Regions from separate parts of the Triticum aestivum genome. Here region 2 is linked to region 1. Evidence: chromatin contacts called from public Hi-C data. All regions are on one chromosome and are shown on one strand. Each heading gives the region's core, a stretch centred on a gene start, on an enhancer-like site or on the middle of the called end of the contact. The rest is flanking DNA. Distances are from core to core; before and after follow the strand shown.

Region 1 (3,937 bases), core at 907-3,406:
GTGCCTCTCGTGGTAGGAAAAAAACACATTTTCCCCTTTTTTGAGAGGCACAACTCTCGCGGAAGCAAATCCGTGCTTCCTTGAGAAGTAAATTTTTGCCTCTCGCGGAAGGAAAAAAATCCCTTTTCTGAGAGGCACGGTTGTGCCTCTCGCGAAAGCAAATCCGTGCCTACATGAGAAGTAAATTTGTGCCTCTCGCAGAAGAAAAAAATGTGTTTTCATTTCCTTTTCCGAGAGGCACGGTTGTGCCTTCCGCGGAAGCAAATTCGCGCCTCCACGAGAAATAATATGTGCCAGTCATGGAAGAAAAAGAAACTTGTTTTTTTTCCAAGAGGCATGTCTGTACCTCTCACAAAAGCAAATTCGTGCCTCCACGAGAAGTAAATATGTGCCTCTCGTGGAAAGAAAAAAAACTTCCGAAAGGCACGACTATGCCTCATGTAGAAAGAAACAAAATGAATACATGTTTTTCGCGCAAAAGAACAAAACCTAAGAAAATCGGGGAAAAATCGAAAAGTCACCCCCCCCCCCCCCCGGGAAAAAATAATCTAAAAGCCGAAAACACGTACATAGAATAAACAAAATCCCAAGGGAGCGCCCAAGACGCGACGCGTGACGGCGGCTGATAACACATCAAGGGGCGCGCTCCCAGCCCACTAAAAATGATCCTTACAAGGCCTCCCCAAGAAGTACTCGTTGATCAGTTGCTCTCCTAAATTGGGCCATGCTCTTAAAAATGCTTCAAGCAAAGAGGCCTTTGTTCTTTTTGAGAAGCGCCAGAACATGGGGTGGTCCAATGCGGCCTGGTAGGACGGTAGACTTGGACCTGGGCATGGGCTTATAACCCTTGGATCCTATTTGGCGCGTATATTGCTCGATAGCGACTACGCGTACCCTCGGATCCTGGCCATGTACATGTGGGTCGGCCCAGCTAGCTCACTTCCTGTTTTAGGGAGGTTCTAGAACCTTTTGGATCAGGTTTTTCTTTTATTTTTCTTATTTTGTTTTAATCTTTTCCCCTTTTTTTCTTTTTTCTTGTTTTTTTCCTTTTTCCAAATTCATGAACATTTTTAGACATTCAGGAACCTCTTCAAATGGTGATTTTTTTAAATTCGAACATTTTTCAAATCGGGTGTGAATAGTTTTTGGAATTCAAGATTTTTTCATCGAATAAAAAACTGTTCATCATATTTCAAAAATGTTTATCGAACTCAAAAAAATGTTCTTGAACAAATATGTTCATCCAATTAAAAAAAATTCATTGAATTTAAATTTTGTTCGTGAAGTACAAAAAATGTGCATATAAATTCGAAAAATGTTCATGAAATCCAATTTTTGTGCAAGAAAATTAAAATATGTTCATAAAAAAATCAATTTATTATCCATAAAAATTCAAAGAATATTAATGTTTTTGAATTTGTGAACATTTTTCTGAATTCATGACACTTTTTTTGCATTAGTGCTATTTTTTAAAATTCTAAACTTTTTTTAAAAATCCTGAAGTTTTTTAGAGAAGCAAAAAAACAAGAACACAAAAGAAAACAGAAAACAAAAATGAAACGAGTAAAAAACAAGGGAGCGCCGACCCAAGTTCGAGCGTGGGGAGCAGGGGGTGAGCTGCACCTTTTCCCAGGCGCTGTTGTCGCCGCTCCATACTGGAGTCGCCTTGACCTTATCGATGACAGCGAAAAAGTCTTTGTGTACGTGCCCTCAGGACTAGTGCCCTGAAATCGCATTCGTCGTCGTTGAACTTTTTCATGGATCTGAAGCACCTGACATTAAATCTCGCCACATAATGACAAACCCTAACATCACCACCCAAGGAGACACTACCTCACCAAAGGAAAACAATGCTAATACATTAGTACGCCATGGATGATGCAGGATGACCATCACAGGCGGCCATAACCATGCTACGTAGTAGTACTAGAATAGAAAGTTGGAAACCAAACACGCGGCGTCTGAACGGCTCTCCCAACGTTGTTCCAGCTTTGTTTAGCCCCCAACGTTGTAATTGCCGGCCGTGTGTACACCGCCAATCCAGCGACGAACGTTCGAACCCAACGTCCGTTCACGCGTGGGAGCAGCACCCTCACCCTCACCCTCACCGGACCCTCCTCCCCCTTTGACCCGCGGAGGAGCACTACACGTCGCCTACCGGCCCTACCGTCGCCAGAGGCTTCGCCATTGCCAACTCCAGTGGGGGACAAGGTCGCCATCCATGATGGTGGTCGAGAGCGACGCTTCCAGCCAGCGATCTAATTAAACGTTAAAACGCAGGAGCAAAGCTTTCAGCCAGATCTTGCCCAGCCAATTGGCCCGATAAAAGAAGGGGATCCACGATCAATCATGCATCCCAAAGCATTTCGCTCGCATAACAGGACAAGCTGCTCTCGCAGGAGCGCGGAGCCAGTCAGCAGCAAGACCCACCCGCTCGCTCCCAACCCAAATAGTGGTTGCGCGGGCTCAACAAATAGCAGGAGGAGGTTTTCATCAGATGCTTCCGCCAGCAAATACGCACGCCCCTATTGGTTGTTGTCAACAGAGCAAGGCAGGTTTTGGCTGACTAATGAAGGGATTGGGACCGTACTTGTCAAGGTGAGTACGACGCAGCTAAATATACTAAGGTTGTTCTTCCAAGTTACAAGTGAGTGAGTTCACATGGAAAGGCGTCCCATGTCGTCATGCTCAAGCTTGCCAGTTTTTAAGCTCCCAACCAAATTGCTGAGGTGGTGGGTACAGTTTTTTACATGCAGTTCAGATTCTCTGGGAGCGTATCTAATTTACAATTCTTCACCAAGATTTTTTTAATCTACTCTACTCCCTCAGGGAATTTACAATACAGGTGCTTCAAATGAAGTTGATTGCACCCATATGGCTTAAACATGTAGTACTACTTATGCAAGATAAAAGCACCGCACTGGTGGGAGAAAGTGTTTTAATCGTCTGAATATCATCAATTCGGTGTGAATAGACAAGTGTCCTATGTAGTGGTCGGCCTTAAAAGGAGTCTTCCTGGGAAAATATCAGGTGATACTATGCCTTAGGTGATACCATGATACGAGCTTATGATCCGTTGGATCTCAGATCCAACGGCTCTTGGAGAATCTGAAAGGCTGCCGTACTTGTTCGCAATTTTTCGACTTCAAAAGGTCTTTTTTTGCAGAATGTTGGAAGCCTTCCAGGAGCCGTTGGATCTCCTAAGAGCTCGTATCATGGGAGCATTTAAGGCCCCGTATCACCTGATACTCACCCGAGTCTTCCTACCGTACCATCATGCATGCCTGCCGCCCTTTATAACTTAAAGCATCTACAGCCGGGCGCTTCAAACCCGTCTCATACGTCCGGGCGGACGGCCCAGTCAGGTCACGATTTTTGACCCAGACAGCCCCCTCAAACGGGCCTCAAACGCCCGGGCTGACCGGCACCCCTCATATACAGCCCAAAATATGGGGTGTCCGGGCATGCCCGCCACGTAGGACTGACGAAGGGGTCTCACACGGACTCGCCCGAAAACCCGGAGGTCCGATGGACGCCTCCTTCGTCGTCGCGGTGTAAACGCCGCGTGACGTCGCTTCGGCTCGCCGCCCAAGACCAAATCCGCCTATTTAACCCGGCCGACGTCCCACAAACCTAACCGATTCACCTCCCCCTCTCCGCGCCGCCAGTCCGAGCCCATCCACCTCCTCCCTCTCCCGCTCCGGCGCTTTGTCCATGCAATGCTCATGCCGGAGCGCTGGTACGAGATCCAGCACGAGATCCGGGCGAGACAAGCCACACGCGCCGCCCGCATTGCTGCCGGGCTACCTCCGAACTCACCGGAGCCGAAAGAGGAGGAGTAGCTGGGGGAAGAGGAGCTGGCTCCGACGGAGGTGGAGGAGGCGGAGTAGGAGCTATCGGGTTTCAACATGGAGCAGGTGGAGGCGGAGTTCGCCGC
Region 2 (3,937 bases), core at 908-3,407, 160 kb before region 1:
GAGTTAAATATACTCCGTATAGCTACCTTATGCAGAATAACATCAAAAGGGCCTTGATCTGACAGTGGAAGCTTTTGATCAATTGCAACAAATTGAATGCCTTTCTTCCTGCATTAATTTTGCAAGGATGAGAAGCAAATAATCTGGAAAATCTAACAAATAAGTAAGTCTGCAGCACCAGTTGCTCAACGGAAGCAATTGGCGGCTAGCCAACACTTCAACATATTAACCCAAGTTATAAATTTACAACTTAAAAGCACTTACCCTAAAATAATGCAAATATTTAAAGTCTCCAACCTCTTGTATGTTAATAAGTGCCCAGACAACAGAAATGGGCAGTAAATTGTCTTGAAATGAATGTTTACGGGTTATATTATATTGAATATTATATAAGATAGATGAACCTGGTTTGATGATAATTATACTAGAATGAATTTTTAGTCCACACTGAGCACTAGTGATGTGCTGATTTGCATGATAAAAGGTAATGCTCATGTTAAATCATGTGGATCCTTTAACTATTATCAGAATCTTATCATGCTGGACCTATACTATTTTCATATTCGGCAATCCACATCTCTGGTCCTAGTGATGTGAGGATGGCACAAGCTGCCAAGTAATAAACTGAGCATTTAACTGCACTTTGCAAACTGATGACATATTTTAGATCTCTAGTGTATTTAAGCCAACTTGGAACCCTGCAGTTGCTTACCATACACACTTGGTCACACCGGTCAATAACACGAACATTTTGTAATAAGGTTACACACAATTACTCGAATAATGTCAAAACAGAGCATTTCAGCGGCAGCTTCCTGGATTAGTTCAGGGATCTACTTAAGTTACGGCTTATTGAATAAATTAAGAAAGGGTCACTACTGGAAGCGAATATAATATTACCATAAGACAGGGAGTGCATCGATGTCACTATCCTATCCCAAAGAAAACAGCATCAATACAAAGACGTGCTTGAATAGACTAATTTCAGTCAGTGCACACAATGATTCTACAAAAATGAGACTCTGATTCTTTGATTGAACAAATAGGTGTTCTAAAATTATCTGAAATTGTTGGTAACTACTGAAACAGATGTCAAGAAAACCTCCATAATGCATAATAAACCAAAAATAAAAGCCTATAAAGCATACCGTGCAGGGTAAACAAAGCAAACCATATGCTAATGGATATCACGATCGGGAGTATCAATCAAGAAACCCTTTTCACCGCCTTTTGGACTATAACTTGATAAAAACGTTTTCCCACTTTTAATCCTATTTGGAGCTAAAGTATTCCCCTTCCTTTTGTGCTCAACAGCTTTGTGATCTCTTTAACTCAAACAAACAATTAGTGGGTGGGACAATGATATGCACTAGCCATTTCTCCCTAAGCAGATTAAAGAAGGGGGCCCCGTGTGTCCTGAATCTTCTCCAGTCAAGAACAGAGGTCAATGAACGAGGTGTTAATTAACACAATAACATTAACAAACCATATATATCATTCAGTAAGTTCTCCTCTTGCTTACGGAGTGTGACCAGAAGGATCATGAATTCCCGCTGATCTTCCAAATTGTGCAGAACCTGGGCAAGATTCTTTTTCCTGTTTCATCCAAAACTGACATGGACAAACAACAAGGGCCGTCGCACCAAGCGCTTTTCCCCCAATGCAGGACAAGTTAATCATCTCCAAAACAATAATCGGCGCATTTCCAACCAGATTATCTCTCCGCACCTAGACAGACTTGAAACAAACGCGACCGGACAAATCTACAGGCGACGTCGTCGGTACCTGGCGAGCCCCCGGAGCTTGGGCTGGAGGAAGCTCTTGGCCTTCTTGGACGTGAGCGCGTACCCGACCACCAGCTCCCTCGCGCGCGCGGGGGCCGTCGCCGCGGCCGCCGCCACCTCCTCGGCCCCTGCCGCCGCCGCCGCGTCCTCCGGCTCCGCGCCCCCTTCCGTCCCCACGCACCCGCCCGACACCATCGCTCCCGCGCCGGCGCCGAACCAATTGGCCGGCGGGATCGGAATGCAGCGGGCGCACTCGGGAACAAGCGGAGCGGAGGCGGAGACAGGTGTATGTGTGTGCGTGCGCGCGAGGGCGCCGTGTGGAGAGAGAGAGAAGGGGGGAGAGGAGGAAGAGAGAGAGAGAGAGAGGTGCGGATGGGGGGGCGTGTGCGTATTTGTAGGTGGAGGACGGGAGCAACTTCGCCTTTGGGACATGGGAACAAAGTGTCGCCGGATTACGGTTTTGCCCCTGGCCTTTTCTAGTATTTATTTTCTTGGTCTTTCTCTCTGGATATTTTCTCAGTTTTTTCTTTTGATAAAATATTTTTCTCGGTTTCTTTATGCTTAAGGTTTCTCTTTACTTAGCTAGCCAACAAACATACAAGGGAAACGCCTTAACTTTTATTTTATTTTTTTGCAGGGAAAGAATTCTTCGAAACGAAATGTATGGATAAAGCAGTGAAATAAAGATTTCAGATTGTGTATGTCTTACCATCCCTCTAGGGACTATGGCTCACGCATCCTGTCGCGCACGTAAGATAATTAGTGAACTTGCAATGCACGTTCACTTTAATAGCATGTCGAGGGGCGATACCTAGTCATCACCCACTGTGACGACTCTTCTTATTCGTTGCACAGATGTTGCTTATGTTTGCCCATTCTCAAATCCGAGCTATGTTGTGTGTTGTGGTTTGGTTTGTCGTGACTTTGCATCGTCTGCATACATGTCGTGACACCCTCATTTCTCCACTCAAAGGATGTGGTACACCCTTCGGTCTCACTCCTCGGTGCAGCAAGGTCCTAGCTCGTGATATATGGTCGTCAAAGTGATGCTGCTTCGTACCTACTCCGCTTGACCTCTAGGTGATGCCTCCGCATACACCACCGGCTGGATGGCTCGACCATGTGCTGTTGCTGGGTCTTGGGGGTTTACCAGGCATACAGTCCATAATCATATGCATCGGTGTAGAAGATTCTTCCACTCGCCCTTCTTATTTAGATTATTGGTTGTGGGCTTGTGGCCTGGTATGATTGAGGGGATATAAAGCATTAGAGCATGCCATTACAAAGAATATTTTTGTAATTAATGATTTTTCAAGATTAATTGAAATTAATGCAATTAATGATGTTTCCCAGAGCAATTGCAATTAAATGCATTAATGTTATTTCCAGTTTATTAGTGATGTGATGGGGGTACATCATTGGAGCGGCATGAGACGTTGGACAAAGGTGATTGGATGGTTGAGATCATTTGGATTCACCAAACTCGTGCTTTTATAAGTAGTAGTAGAAGTAGATAGTAGATTAGTATTTACATTACGACTTTTTCATGTGAGTGTAAAGGTCATCATCGCCTTCCTATAGTGAAGTTGGCTCGTCAAAGATGGAAATTCATGGAAACAAAGCAACCATTGGTTGGATGGTTTAGGAGGGCGATTATCTATAAGTTGCCATGGAGTAAAACCTAGGTTTGACACTTTCTGTCTCTCATTAAAGTGAATATTTTTTCTATGTGGGGTGATGCTTCCATCAATAACAAAATGTTTATGTTGACTTCATCAATCTTGAATCTCCACGACTCTAATCATCGGCAGTGGATGTGTGAATGTTTTTATGCGTTTACTCGGGTTTCTAGCGAAACTTGTCCCAAATGAAGCACGGCGCTGAATTACCTAGTGTTATGCACAGAATAAACTAATCATATTTTTTGTAGAAAAAAAAGTGAACGAATTGATTTGTGTGACGAGCATAAGCTATGATACTCCAGTTATTCAGTATGATAGCATAAATCAATATGGAACATATTAAACTTGGATTTAGCCATTTGTAATCATATAGGATTTTGTTTTCTCTTTTAGAAATTAATGACATGAATTTGAGCCTTTTGTCAGGTTGAATTATGTTTTTCACGAAACTAGAGCGGATTATTAGAACCT

What was found. Hi-C and Micro-C count contacts between places; a contact is called where the count stands out from the background.
Region 2: a contact with region 1 is called in a Hi-C map of leaf, with 3 times the contacts expected there. The contact joins the promoter of LOC123095966 here to the enhancer-like site in region 1. A contact is called at or near these places in 3 of 5 Hi-C or Micro-C datasets (all in leaf).

What each region holds. Positions count from the first base shown.
Region 1 is chr4D:32,684,315-32,688,251 of IWGSC CS RefSeq v2.1, reverse strand. No RefSeq gene overlaps it. Among protein-coding and RNA genes, the nearest start is that of LOC123095965, 5.2 kb to the right of the region's middle. Within about 2 kb of position 2,156, at least 3 of the 8 cell types and tissues checked have an H3K27ac peak or open chromatin away from gene starts, as enhancers often do. A contact at or near this core is called in leaf, where this site is marked.
Region 2 is chr4D:32,846,029-32,849,965 of IWGSC CS RefSeq v2.1, reverse strand. LOC123095966 (inositol-tetrakisphosphate 1-kinase 3) reads right to left here and starts at 2,157. Exons shown (of 10, transcript XM_044517534.1): 1 at 1,786-2,157; 2 at 27-108. The coding sequence starts at 1,979.